Linked DNA regions of Gossypium hirsutum: region 1 is linked to region 2. The links are chromatin contacts, called in public Hi-C maps. All regions are on one chromosome and are shown on one strand. Each heading gives the region's core, a stretch centred on a gene start, on an enhancer-like site or on the middle of the called end of the contact. The rest is flanking DNA. Distances are from core to core; before and after follow the strand shown.

Region 1 (5,821 bases), core at 2,472-4,971, 110 kb before region 2:
ATCACTTTGAAAATCTCACATATAGATAACATGAAAATGCATAAATTAAAATGACCTTAAATCATAAATGTATAAACTGAGATTTTCGCGCGTTACTCGTCGACGATTTTTGCTTTTCCTTTCCTCATGACGATTTAATGTTATCGTTAGCTATGTATAATCATAAAACACATCACAATATCAAATTCCAGCCGAGTCAGAATCAAATACAAAATTTTACAAATTTTGAAAATTATTCAATTTAATCCCTAAAATCGAGACAAACATAACTTTCAATTTAGGGCTTCGGATTAAAATCCAATTTCACCAAAAATCATTAAGGACCCTTTATTTTCTACCCATACCAACAATTCATGACAATTTTTCATTTTATTTGATTTGGTCCCTAAGGTACAAAACTAACAATTAAACTTTATAATTTAGTCCTTTTCATAAATTGAGCTTAATTTCAACCAATTTCACACAAATTTCAATCAATTCTCAACAATGGAAACTTTCAAAACTTTAATAGCTTTACAAATTAGTATATGTGTTGGCTAATTCAAGCTCCCACGACCTCAAATCTGTAAAAATTAAAGAAAAATAGTTAGGGACTTACTTGAAATTAAGGGCTGAAAGTTAAAAACCAAGCTTCCCAAACCCTTCAGTGGTGGATGGTGGTGAAAGATGAAGATGTTTCATCTTTTTCGACTATCACATTGTATACATACTAGGTCTAAATTTAATTAAACTTAATTAATTAACTTAATCATGTTTAATTAAGCTTTAATATTTGATTAACTTAAACTAATGACATTAAACATCACATCCCACAACCATCTATTTAGAATATGTTTATTTTTCCATTTTAGTCATTTGGATAATTTCTATTTAAGTCCCCAAGCCTTAATCTAATTAAAAATCTATAATTATTATACTTTTACAATTTAGTCCCTAAGTCATTAATACTCACAATTTCGGTTAAACCACTTAACCAAATTTCAATTCATCAATACTTTAGCTTCGTAAACATCATTATTAAATGTTGCAGACCCGGTTTACAGAAACGGGATCCCGAAATCGCCTTTTTCAATACCATTGGAAACTGAGTCATTACACAATCTGTTGTTTTGCATCATTGAAAATATTAGGGATTTGTTCAGAAGAGATTAGCAGTGGTAGTTGAAGTATGTCCCAAAGGAGGAGAATTTTTTTATCGACTAGCTTGCCAATGATAACTTGGAGCTTGACATGGATTTGATTTTTTTTTTATGAACTGCATTGGGTGTTAGCAATTTGTTATTAGTGGATGCAATCGAAGTCACCTTTTCTATATTAGTGTCTCGCTAATTAGTTTAGGGTGTTTCTTGTTTTCTATATAAAAAAAACCATTAAGAATAAACATATAAAAATCTTAAATAATCATGTAGAAAAATTTGTTTATTCATCCACCGCATTAAGCACAAATCCTAACAAACATTCTACGAAACCATCATGTCAAATGGTGGTTTCATATGATGTTGACACGTGACATTTGGACAATTTTTTGGGGGCTTAAAAGGTAAAAAAACCTTTGAATTTTGGCAAAACAAAAACCAATTAAGGCCCTCTGCGAAATAAACACACTCAATTAAAGCTTCAAACTCCCAATTTGCATCCATTAAACCTTTTGACCAACATCCTTTGTCTTTAAACTTTACGTAGCTGATGTGATTATTAACAGTGTTGACATGGCAGTCCATGTTAGAAATAGTTGTTAACGTGGCGATGCCCTGTCAACTACCATGCCAACAACAAAAAAAAGTTTAGAATTAACTTGGACAATTATTGGTTTAGGTTCATTTCGAACTTAATTTTTTTAAAATAATAAAAAAAACTTATTAAAAATTATAAATTTGCAAAACATCATTAAAATTTATAAAAATTTTAAATAAAATTCAAAAAGTTCAAAAAAAAATGTTATACATCATTTAAATGTTTAAGTCTAAAATAAAATTGGACATACCAGTGTTTAGATTCATTTTATATCTAAACAACTATATGTCCATATTCATTCTAGATGATTTTTCTAAATTATATAAATTTATTTTTAATTTAATAAATTTTAATTATTTACTTTATAAAAATATTTATTGATTTTTTATTTAAAAATTATTTTAAATTTAATGATATTAAAGTTCTTTCAATTTGTTTTTTTAAGTAAATAAAAAACATTATTAATATACTAAATTGAAATCTCACCTAATTTATTTATTTTAATAAATTATAATAACTATTAGCTGTTGATAGTTACATACTTACATCTAGTGCTATACATTAATATACTTGATTGAAATCTTCATAGAATTAGTTTATTTAAATTGTAATAACTATTAGCTATGATTAGTTACACTTAATGCACATGTAAAAAAAGAAAAGAAAAGGATATATTCACACGTTTTTTAAACTTTATCAGTATAATTAATAAAATTAAAAATATTTGTTTGTCTTTCTAAATTATTATTTTTTATTTTATATAGCTTAAAAATTACCGATAAAATTAAATTATTGATGGAAATCTCATACTTTAAAGAAAATATTTTTGATCTTTATTTTTAAACTTTATATAATTTATAAAAGTTATCTTGAATTCAGTCTAAACAACCACATGTCCAGAATTCATTTCAGCTTAAACTTTTAAATGATTTTTTTGATAATTTTTATGTTTTTAAAATTTAATATTTTTTAAAATTTGAACAATGTTTAAAAATTTATAATTTTAATGGACAAATGATTGTTCAAGAACTTGGACAATCGTTCTTGGACATCCATTTGTCAAGTTTCATTTTGAATATAAAAATTTTAAATAATTTTAAATAAATTTTTTTCGACATAGACCATCATGTCCGCGTCATTAATGGCCACGTCAATGATGTAATGGTCAAAACGAAAAATATTGGTTAAGGAACTTAATTGATATGATTTGAGAGTTTAGGTATTTAATTAAGTGCGTTTTTTTGCGAATAAGCTTAATTGATTTTTTTACCAAAGTTTGAAAACTCTTAAGTTTTTTTTAAACAATATATATTTGTGTTATTCAATTTTTAAAAAATGAAAAATAAAAAATAAAAAATTTTAAAAAAAGAAAAAGAAAATATAAATATAAATAAAAAATATTTTTAGAAATTAAATGGAACCCAAATTTTCGAAGTATAAAATATTTTCTTTTCAAATCTTGTACTATTAAGGAAAAATATATATTCAAACTTTGGAGACGATATTGTTGGGAGCAACCATATATCCCCGAAAAAATTAATCTTCATTAGTCATAAAACACAAACATGAAAAATACCTCAATTATAATTATTTTTCATTCAATACGTTAATATTTGATATATTATTATCATATTGGACCATCGGAGAAATCACATAATATTTATGATAAAATATTTATTTCATATCAATGCCAAATTTGATTACTTAAATAACAAGTAGTATCGTACTGATAAAAAAAAAACTAACTCGCAAGTAAAGCACCATGCATAAATATATTTCAAAGACACAAACATACATGTTAATCTTTCAGATATTGAATAAAGAAAATCTGGAAAATACTTAAAAAGAAAAAAATGAAAACCTGGAAAATATTCCAGGCCTAAATGTTTAAGTATTTAACAGAACAAATGCCCTCTAAAGCTTGGATCAATAAGCCAGTGAAATACAGGCCGCTAAGTCCGATCAGGAGCCCAGCGCCAGCCGAGCATCACAGGGGCTGAAAAAACGAAGGGGCCTTCAAATTTAAGGAGGGAAAGGAGCCGAGAAAGAGAAAAAAGGCGGCAAATTCTCCAACACTACCCTGTCATCTTTCTCAAACTAAATCATCTGCTGCTTCATCATTTTCTTTCATTATCCTACAAATTCAAAAAGAGGTTCGTTTCTCGATCCAGATCGTCCATTTGAATGTTTATCTTTCGTTTAAAATTGTCTAGTGTTTAAATAAAGTCGAGCTTTTTATTCCTGATATTTTCATGTGCCCTTAGATCTGCTGTTTCGATTAAAGAAAAATGAAACGCGGTTCGCTTTTTTTTCTTTCCATTCAAACTGTTATCCGGTGCAGCTTTCCTGCGCTTTTATCTCATTTCTCCCCCAGGTTTGCTACTGTTTAATTTAGCTATTTTGGGGAAAGAAGCATTTAACAATTATGATGAATTTTTCGATCTTGTCTATATTTTTTTCTGTAAAGAGCTTAAAGCGTTGATTCGTTCAGTATTTCTTTCCACGATTCAATATTGAGACATATAATTCTATGCTATTCGGTTTCTTGAGATAGAACGCATAACTGCTTGGATTTTTGCCGAACTTGAGCAAGGTAATTGGTAACGTTGAAACTCTAGAATATGAATTGGCATTTGAGATCATTACGCAATTGGAGTGTAATCGTTTTTTTTTCTGAGTTCTATCCGACATTCAGTTATTTTGGCCAAACTTGTTATATGCTATTTTAGAAATGTTGTATGTGTTGAATTTAAACCTCAAGCCTGATAGATGCTACTTTATTAAAAATAGTTGTATGAACTAGAAGTTACTTTATCAAAAACAGTTAGACTAATTCAGTCGAATTTTTGAATACTGTACGCTGATATTTTTTTGATAAAGATAATAATATGAACTAATTGAGCTAAACTTAAAACCCTAAATTCTGATACGCAGTTTCCTAGATTCCTTAGTTGTTTGCCAATCCGTCTCAACTGTAATTTCTGGGTGACATTCCCATATTAACAAGTTCTCATAATTTTTTCTGAGTTTATACTTCATCACTGTCTTTCCCAGATCACAAACTGGACCACCTTTTCATTCTGAACATTCCCGTAAGCTTCACTCGTTTTTCCTTTAATTGTTTATCAATTGTTAAGGGATAAAAGCATTTATGTCCGTGTGCACATTTAGAGGCTTGACGATGGCCTTGGCCGTATATTATTTTCATTGTAGGAAAAGTTTGGTCAATTAGCATTAGGCAGCGTTTGTTGAAGCTGATCTCTGAAGAATTGCTCAAAGTTTGAGCATGAAACTAAGTAATTAGAACCTTCTTAAACAGTATTAGCACTACATGGCTTTGTGATTATGAGTTATACAAAGATTTTCACATTTTCCTACAAACCACGTCAGTATTGTAAAATGCAATTCCACTCTCGTTTATCGTACATTGTTATTTTGTCAACTTTTAGTTGTTTGGACCCTTATGAAAGTTCCATCATTTACTCATATTCTGCTGCACCCTTTCCTTTTCCTCTGGTCAACTTGCTGGCTGGGAAATGCAGTCTGGCCATTAGAGGACGGGGTGCTCGTGATTTCTGGTCAAATCCCCTCACACAAACAAATCCTGCAATTTGTTGTCAAACGGTAAGAAAATTCTTGAAATGACTATACATCCGCACATCATTTAGGTATTGGAATGACTAGGTACAACTACCAAAAATGAAAGAGTTTTGACAATGACCTATTTTCCTGTCTGGCTGTACAAAATTCAGAATAAAATGTGCAGAAAAGGGAAAGTGTTCTACTGTTGAGGGCTGTGTTTGAGATTGTATTGGTAATGCTTGTAGTTTGGGTTAGTAAAAGCATTTTAAATTTATGCTGAGAGCGTGCTAATGCTATAGTTTTTCAGTACCTAGTTACATTTGGGCCGGCAGTGGGAGTCATTGTCACCAAGAATTCAGAGGAAGCCTTCAAGGAATGATTAGGGCTCCAAGAATTATTCCAAGATAGAAGTGGATGAGCCAATTTGGGCATTCATGATAGCATAAATGATTTTAGATTAACTATCCATTTTTAATTGTTTAGCTTAGTTATGAGTCGGTAGATT
Region 2 (5,595 bases), core at 2,107-4,606:
GTTTTTTATATTAATTTAATAAATAATACTGATTTTGGCACTTTCTTCGTATTTTTTTATTTTTGTATCTTATTTTTTAAAATATATTATTTTCGTATTTTATTTCTTTATATTATTTTAGTACATAATGTTTCAAATGCATTATTTAAGTGTTTTTTATATTTTTTAATAAATAACCCAGATTTTAGCACTTTATTCGTATTTTTTATTTTCGTATATTATTTTTAAAATATATTATTTTTGTATTTTATTTTTATATTATTTTAGCAAGAAATGTTTCAAATGTATTACTTAAGTGTTTTTTATATTAATTTAATAAATAATACTGATTTTGGCACTTTCTTCGTATTTTTTTTTATTTTTGTATCTTATTTTTTAAAATATATTATTTTCGTATTTTATTTCTTTATATTATTTTAGTACATAATGTTTCAAATGTATTATATAAGTGTTTTTATATTTTTTAATAAATAACCCTGATTTTAGCACTTTATTCGTATTTTTTTTCGTATATTATTTTTAAAATATATTATTTTCGTATTTTTTAATATGATTTTAGCAAAAAATGTTTCAAATGTATTATTTAAGTTTTTTATATTAATTTAATAAATAACCCTGACTTTGGCACATTGTTCGTATTTTTTTATTTTCGGATTTTATTTTTTAAAATATACTATTTTTATATTTTATTTTTTATATTATTTTAGCAAAAAACTCGTCAGCACCACTTTTCCCAAAAAAAGTTTTTTTTTGTATTTTATTTTTTCATTAATATATTTTTTAGTATTTTATTTTTTATACTATTTTTTGTAAAAGGTTTAAAACCCCCATCACATAAAAAATAAAAAAAATTAAAATAATCAGAATATAATAAGTCAAATAAATTTAAAAAATATATTTAATCAACTTAAAACACACTTAACAAATAAATTACATAAAATAATAACAATAAAACATTCTTTGCACATAACATGCGTATTACTTCAATGAAAATATAAAATAAATACGAACATACCTTAATATCTATTCTTAACCAAATAACACATTGCAAAGAAATAAAAATGAAAATTATATCTGATTTAGATCCAAATCAATCAACAACAATAATAATAGTAACTAAATAAATAACTTAAACTAACATTAATTACTCAAATTTATAAAAAAAAAATTACCTTTTTTTTTCCTTCTTTTTCCTTCCCTCTTCTTCTCCTTCTCTTTTTCTTTTTTCTTCTCTTAACTGCCGGCCTCCTTCTCCTTCTCCTCCCCTTCTTTTTCTTTCTTCTTCTTCTCTTCTTTCCTTATTCTCCTTCTTTTCCTTTTCTTCTTCTCCTTCTTTGCTCCCGAAACTCAAGCCTTGGGGACCATATATTATGGTCCCCCAAACAAAAAAACAAAACCCCTCTGCATGAGGGGTCAAATCGGCCTAAAAAGTCACCTGGGCACCAATGTCGCCTCTGGCACCCACATGACCTTTTTTTTATTTTTATTTTTCGTTTTCAGCTTTTTTTTTTGTTTTTAGTGTTTTTTTTCACTGTTGGCCGTCAAAAGTCAGGGTGGTGCCGCCTGTCAGAGTGGCGTGACCACCCTGAGCATACCATTTCGGTAATTAATTTTTTAGGTGTATTATTTTGAAATTTTTTAATTTTTTTATACTTCTTTAGTAAAAAAACCCCACACATGACGATGTCATTAAACAAAGCAATTAGATGAATTACTTTCATAAAGAGTATACAATAAGGAGTTTTCAATAATGGTACTTCTTGTGGACTGACTCACTGATTAAGTAATTACGAGTTATTGGAATGATACTTCTAGACATAATTGTAATTACTAGAGCCTAATAGTATATGTCTAATTGGTTCTTCTGCTAGCTCAACAAAAACTCGATTGGATTGCATTTGAATCATAAGAAAATTCTACGACTTTGGAAATATTTTAATTTAGTTTATTTATTCAATGTGGAGTTAAATTAGGTGGTCGTAAGAATTGTTCAACTATAGAATTTGATTAAAAAATTTTCTTGAAAAATTAATTTGAAAATTTTAAGTGATTTTTAAAAAAAATTAATTTGATAAAGTTAAATTAAAATTAATACAATTTTTTTAGAAATTAATTTTCAAGTTGGACAATTGGCCCAATAGGTAATTGAACTTGAAAATTGGACCTAAGATTGTAAATTGGGTCAAAGAGCTCAAAAACGAGACTAAGACACAAAAATTGGTCGAACCGAGCCCTGTATGTAAAACTGGGCCAATGGTCCAATCGGTGGCTAGACCAGACCGGTCGAGTTGTCACTGACCTGAACCGAACTGGTAGCAGTCGAACCAGCTCAGGCTGTTGTAAGGGTGTTGCACTTACATCACCAGATAAGGCGGTGTCGACGGCTACGATGACGACGTTCTAATGGTTGGTGACAGTTGGTCTTCGGTGATTGAGCAGTGAAAGAGTTACACTCCTACTGAGACTCTAACAGAGAATTTGATTTTAAATTAACTATTTCAAAAATAATATTATTTTAATAGTTTAATATTAAATTAAATTTAATATTTACATTGTTTAAATTAATGTGATTAAGTTTAATTATTGTTAAACTCTCTAAACTCTCCTTATATAAAGAGAATATTACATTTAAAGAAATGATGAAATTAGTTGACTGTTAATTTTTGTAAATTTTGTTTTATTTGAAGCGAGCTCACACTTGACATAGTGAAGAAGACTACCTGGTTAAAGTGCTCATCCTAGACCAATCGAAATGTACAATTTTAATATATTTATTCCTTTAAATGTGTACAGTTAAATCAAAATTAAAATTTCATTTATATATTAAAATTAAAATTAAAATTCATTTATGCGATTGTATCAAATCAAAGTTCTTGTAATAAATTGTATATTAAATCAACGTGTAGATTTGACATGTTTTAATTTAAAAATTTATTCAAATATAAGTTAAAAGTGAAAAAGGGTAAAAGAAAAAAAAATTTGGCCAACAGGTTAAAAGACTTGTTTAGATACATAAGAGAAGGGAAAAATGCAAGGAGTCCTTTTATAGTTTTAGCCGAAACATACAAGTGGGAAACTGGAACTCTCCCTTTCATAATCATTTGGGTCACCAACTCTACGAACCTCTTATCAAATTAAAATTGATGTAAAATATTACAAATTAATTTTGTGATAGTTTATTTATATTTTAAATATGAATAAATATTTAAAATTAGATTATATCATAAAACCAACCAACGTGAAACTGAAATCTGCCAGAAATAAAATTCAAATTTAGTAAATAGAGTATAATGATGGAACAGTCAGGGTCACATTTGCTTAAAGTTTATATACATTATTAAAAATCGTATACGTTGGAGTTGATCAAAACAGATTTGATCCATTTCCAATGCTTATGAAAAAGCATATACTCTTAAAAATGTTCACTCGAGATTAACGTAAAACAAGGCATAAAACCAAAGCAAAATGAAAGGATCCTTCAAAACAACAGCTTTGAACGTGAACATTTAGTTTGAGTGCGTGCATCTTCCTTGATATCCACCAGAATAAACCCAAAACTCTCCGCACTTTGGTTTCCATTTTTAACTTCGGTTTGACCGATTTCGAGTTTTTCCCTCTTTTTGTCTCTTCCTCTATCTTTTTCACGTTTATAAGCATGCCCTCTTCTTCTTCTTCCTTCTGCTCCTTATTGGTCCCTGCTTTTCCCTGTTGAAAACCCAACCAAGTCCTTCTTCAGTTCACTGTTGATGCTTCGTGGAGATGTAATTTTTTGTCTATTATTATGTTTTTTTACCCCTGTAAGTTTATTTCTTGTCATCTGACTGCAATTTTTTTTTAAATTGTTGTTCTATTTGCTCTTATAAATTATGGGTTTCTGTTATTAATGAGTTTTGAGTTTCTACTTCCTATAAAGGGTCTAACTTGGCAAATTGTATTTCATGTTATATATATATATACATATATGAGTTGTTTCAACTGTAGTTGAAATAATTGTGTAATCTGTGCCATTGTTTTATTGTCCCACACAGGGACTACGACATTTTTTGGAATTGGGAATCTTTGATTAGTGCTTAAACCTGAAGTTTTATTGGATGAGGGGAGGCGAGATGGTGGCTGAGTCGTGGTTTGGTGGTTCACGGTTGAATTCAAGGAACAATAGTAATTTGGATATAACTGGCAAGATGCTTGGAATCTTAGTATTCGAAGTTGCTAGTTTGATGTCTAAGGTGGTGAATTTATGGCATTCTTTGGATGATACGGAGATCTTCAAGTTGAGGAAAGAAATGGCTAACTCACTTGGTCTTCGAAGGCTTGTGTCCAACGATGAAAATTACCTTATGGATCTTGCTTTGAACGAGATAATTGAGAATTTTGGCATTCTGGCAACATCTGTGGCCAGGCTTGGGAAGAAATGCAATAACCCCGTATATCACCGTTTCGAATATTTCATAAGAGATCCGATTTTGAACAGTTTTGAGTGGCTCGGGTGGGAATATTGCTTGAAGAAGATGGAGAGGAAAGTACAGAAGATGGAGAGATTCGTTTTGGTTACGATGCGGTTGACTCGAGAGTTGGAAGTGCTGGCAGAACATGAGCGGACTCTTAGAAGGATTCGGAGAAACTCGGAGGGGGATGGGATGAAAACAGTCGAGTGGCAAAAGAAGGTAATTTTGCAGCGCCAGGAAGTGAAAAATCTACGTGACATGTCTCCGTGGGTTCGGACATATGATTATGTTGTCCGGATTTTGTTGAGATCACTTTTGACAATACTTGAGAAGATAAAATATGTGTTTAGAACCCACCAAATGGTATCTGTTAGTAGTGCCTCTGTTCCCCCCTGCAATTCGTTTTCCACTCTAATGTCTTCCGTACATCCTTCTGATAATAATCTATGCGGTTTCAACTCTGAACCTCCTGGCCAGTCATTTTCAAAGTCAGCGCAGATCAGTGGCCAGCATCTACACTCTCATCATCACTCAACTGCCTTACACGGCAAGCACCCACGTCTGAAAACCAAACAGTTCGGTCATGTTGGAATTGGTCCTTTCAAAAGATGCGTGTCTGTTGGAAGTAATTCTCAGATTTTAAACAGCCGCAAGCCGATTGGCACTGGATCTTTCAGGTTCATTGGTGCTTACAATGTAAACATGGACAAGCTAAACTATTCAAAGATAGGGTCGTTATCTTGCAGTGATAAAATTTATTCTAAATTACGCGTCTTCAATACCAAGCACTTGTTGGATGCTCCTACATCGACACTTGGTGATGCTGCATTATCTCTCCACTATGCGAACATCATTATCTTGATAGAGAAACTAGTTTCAGCGCCTCACATGATCTGCCTCGATGCAAGAGATGAGCTCTACAATATGTTACCTGCATGTATAAGAAATGCTCTGCGCCTTAAACTGAAGTCCAATGCAAAGACTTGGGCTTCATCAATCCGTAGTGCTTCCCCTGCAGCAGAACTGAGAATGGCATTAGTGCGGATATTGGAATGGTTGGCTCCTCTTGCTCACAACATGATTAGGTGGCAGTCAGACCGTAATTTCGAGGAACAGCGTAAGGTTTCCCAATCTGATATACTTTTGGTAC

Evidence for each region. Hi-C and Micro-C count contacts between places; a contact is called where the count stands out from the background.
Region 1: a Hi-C map of leaf shows a contact between it and region 2, with 1.7 times the contacts expected there. The contact joins the enhancer-like site here to the promoter of LOC107889572 in region 2. A contact is called at or near these places in 3 of 34 Hi-C or Micro-C datasets (callus, fibers and leaf).

Annotation. Positions count from the first base shown.
Region 1 is chrA09:73,050,596-73,056,416 of Gossypium_hirsutum_v2.1, reverse strand. LOC107889568 (protein ROS1A) reads right to left here. Exons shown (of 21, transcript XM_016814044.2): 21 at 4,997-5,338. The coding sequence ends at 5,214. Among protein-coding and RNA genes, the nearest start is that of LOC107889567, 8.2 kb to the left of the region's middle. Within about 2 kb of position 3,721, at least 3 of the 9 cell types and tissues checked have an H3K27ac peak or open chromatin away from gene starts, as enhancers often do. A contact at or near this core is called in fibers and leaf, where this site is marked.
Region 2 is chrA09:72,939,358-72,944,952 of Gossypium_hirsutum_v2.1, reverse strand. It overlaps LOC107889572 (protein PSK SIMULATOR 1), which reads left to right and starts at 3,356. Exons shown (of 2, transcript XM_016814047.2): 1 at 3,356-3,797; 2 at 4,029-5,595. The coding sequence starts at 4,092.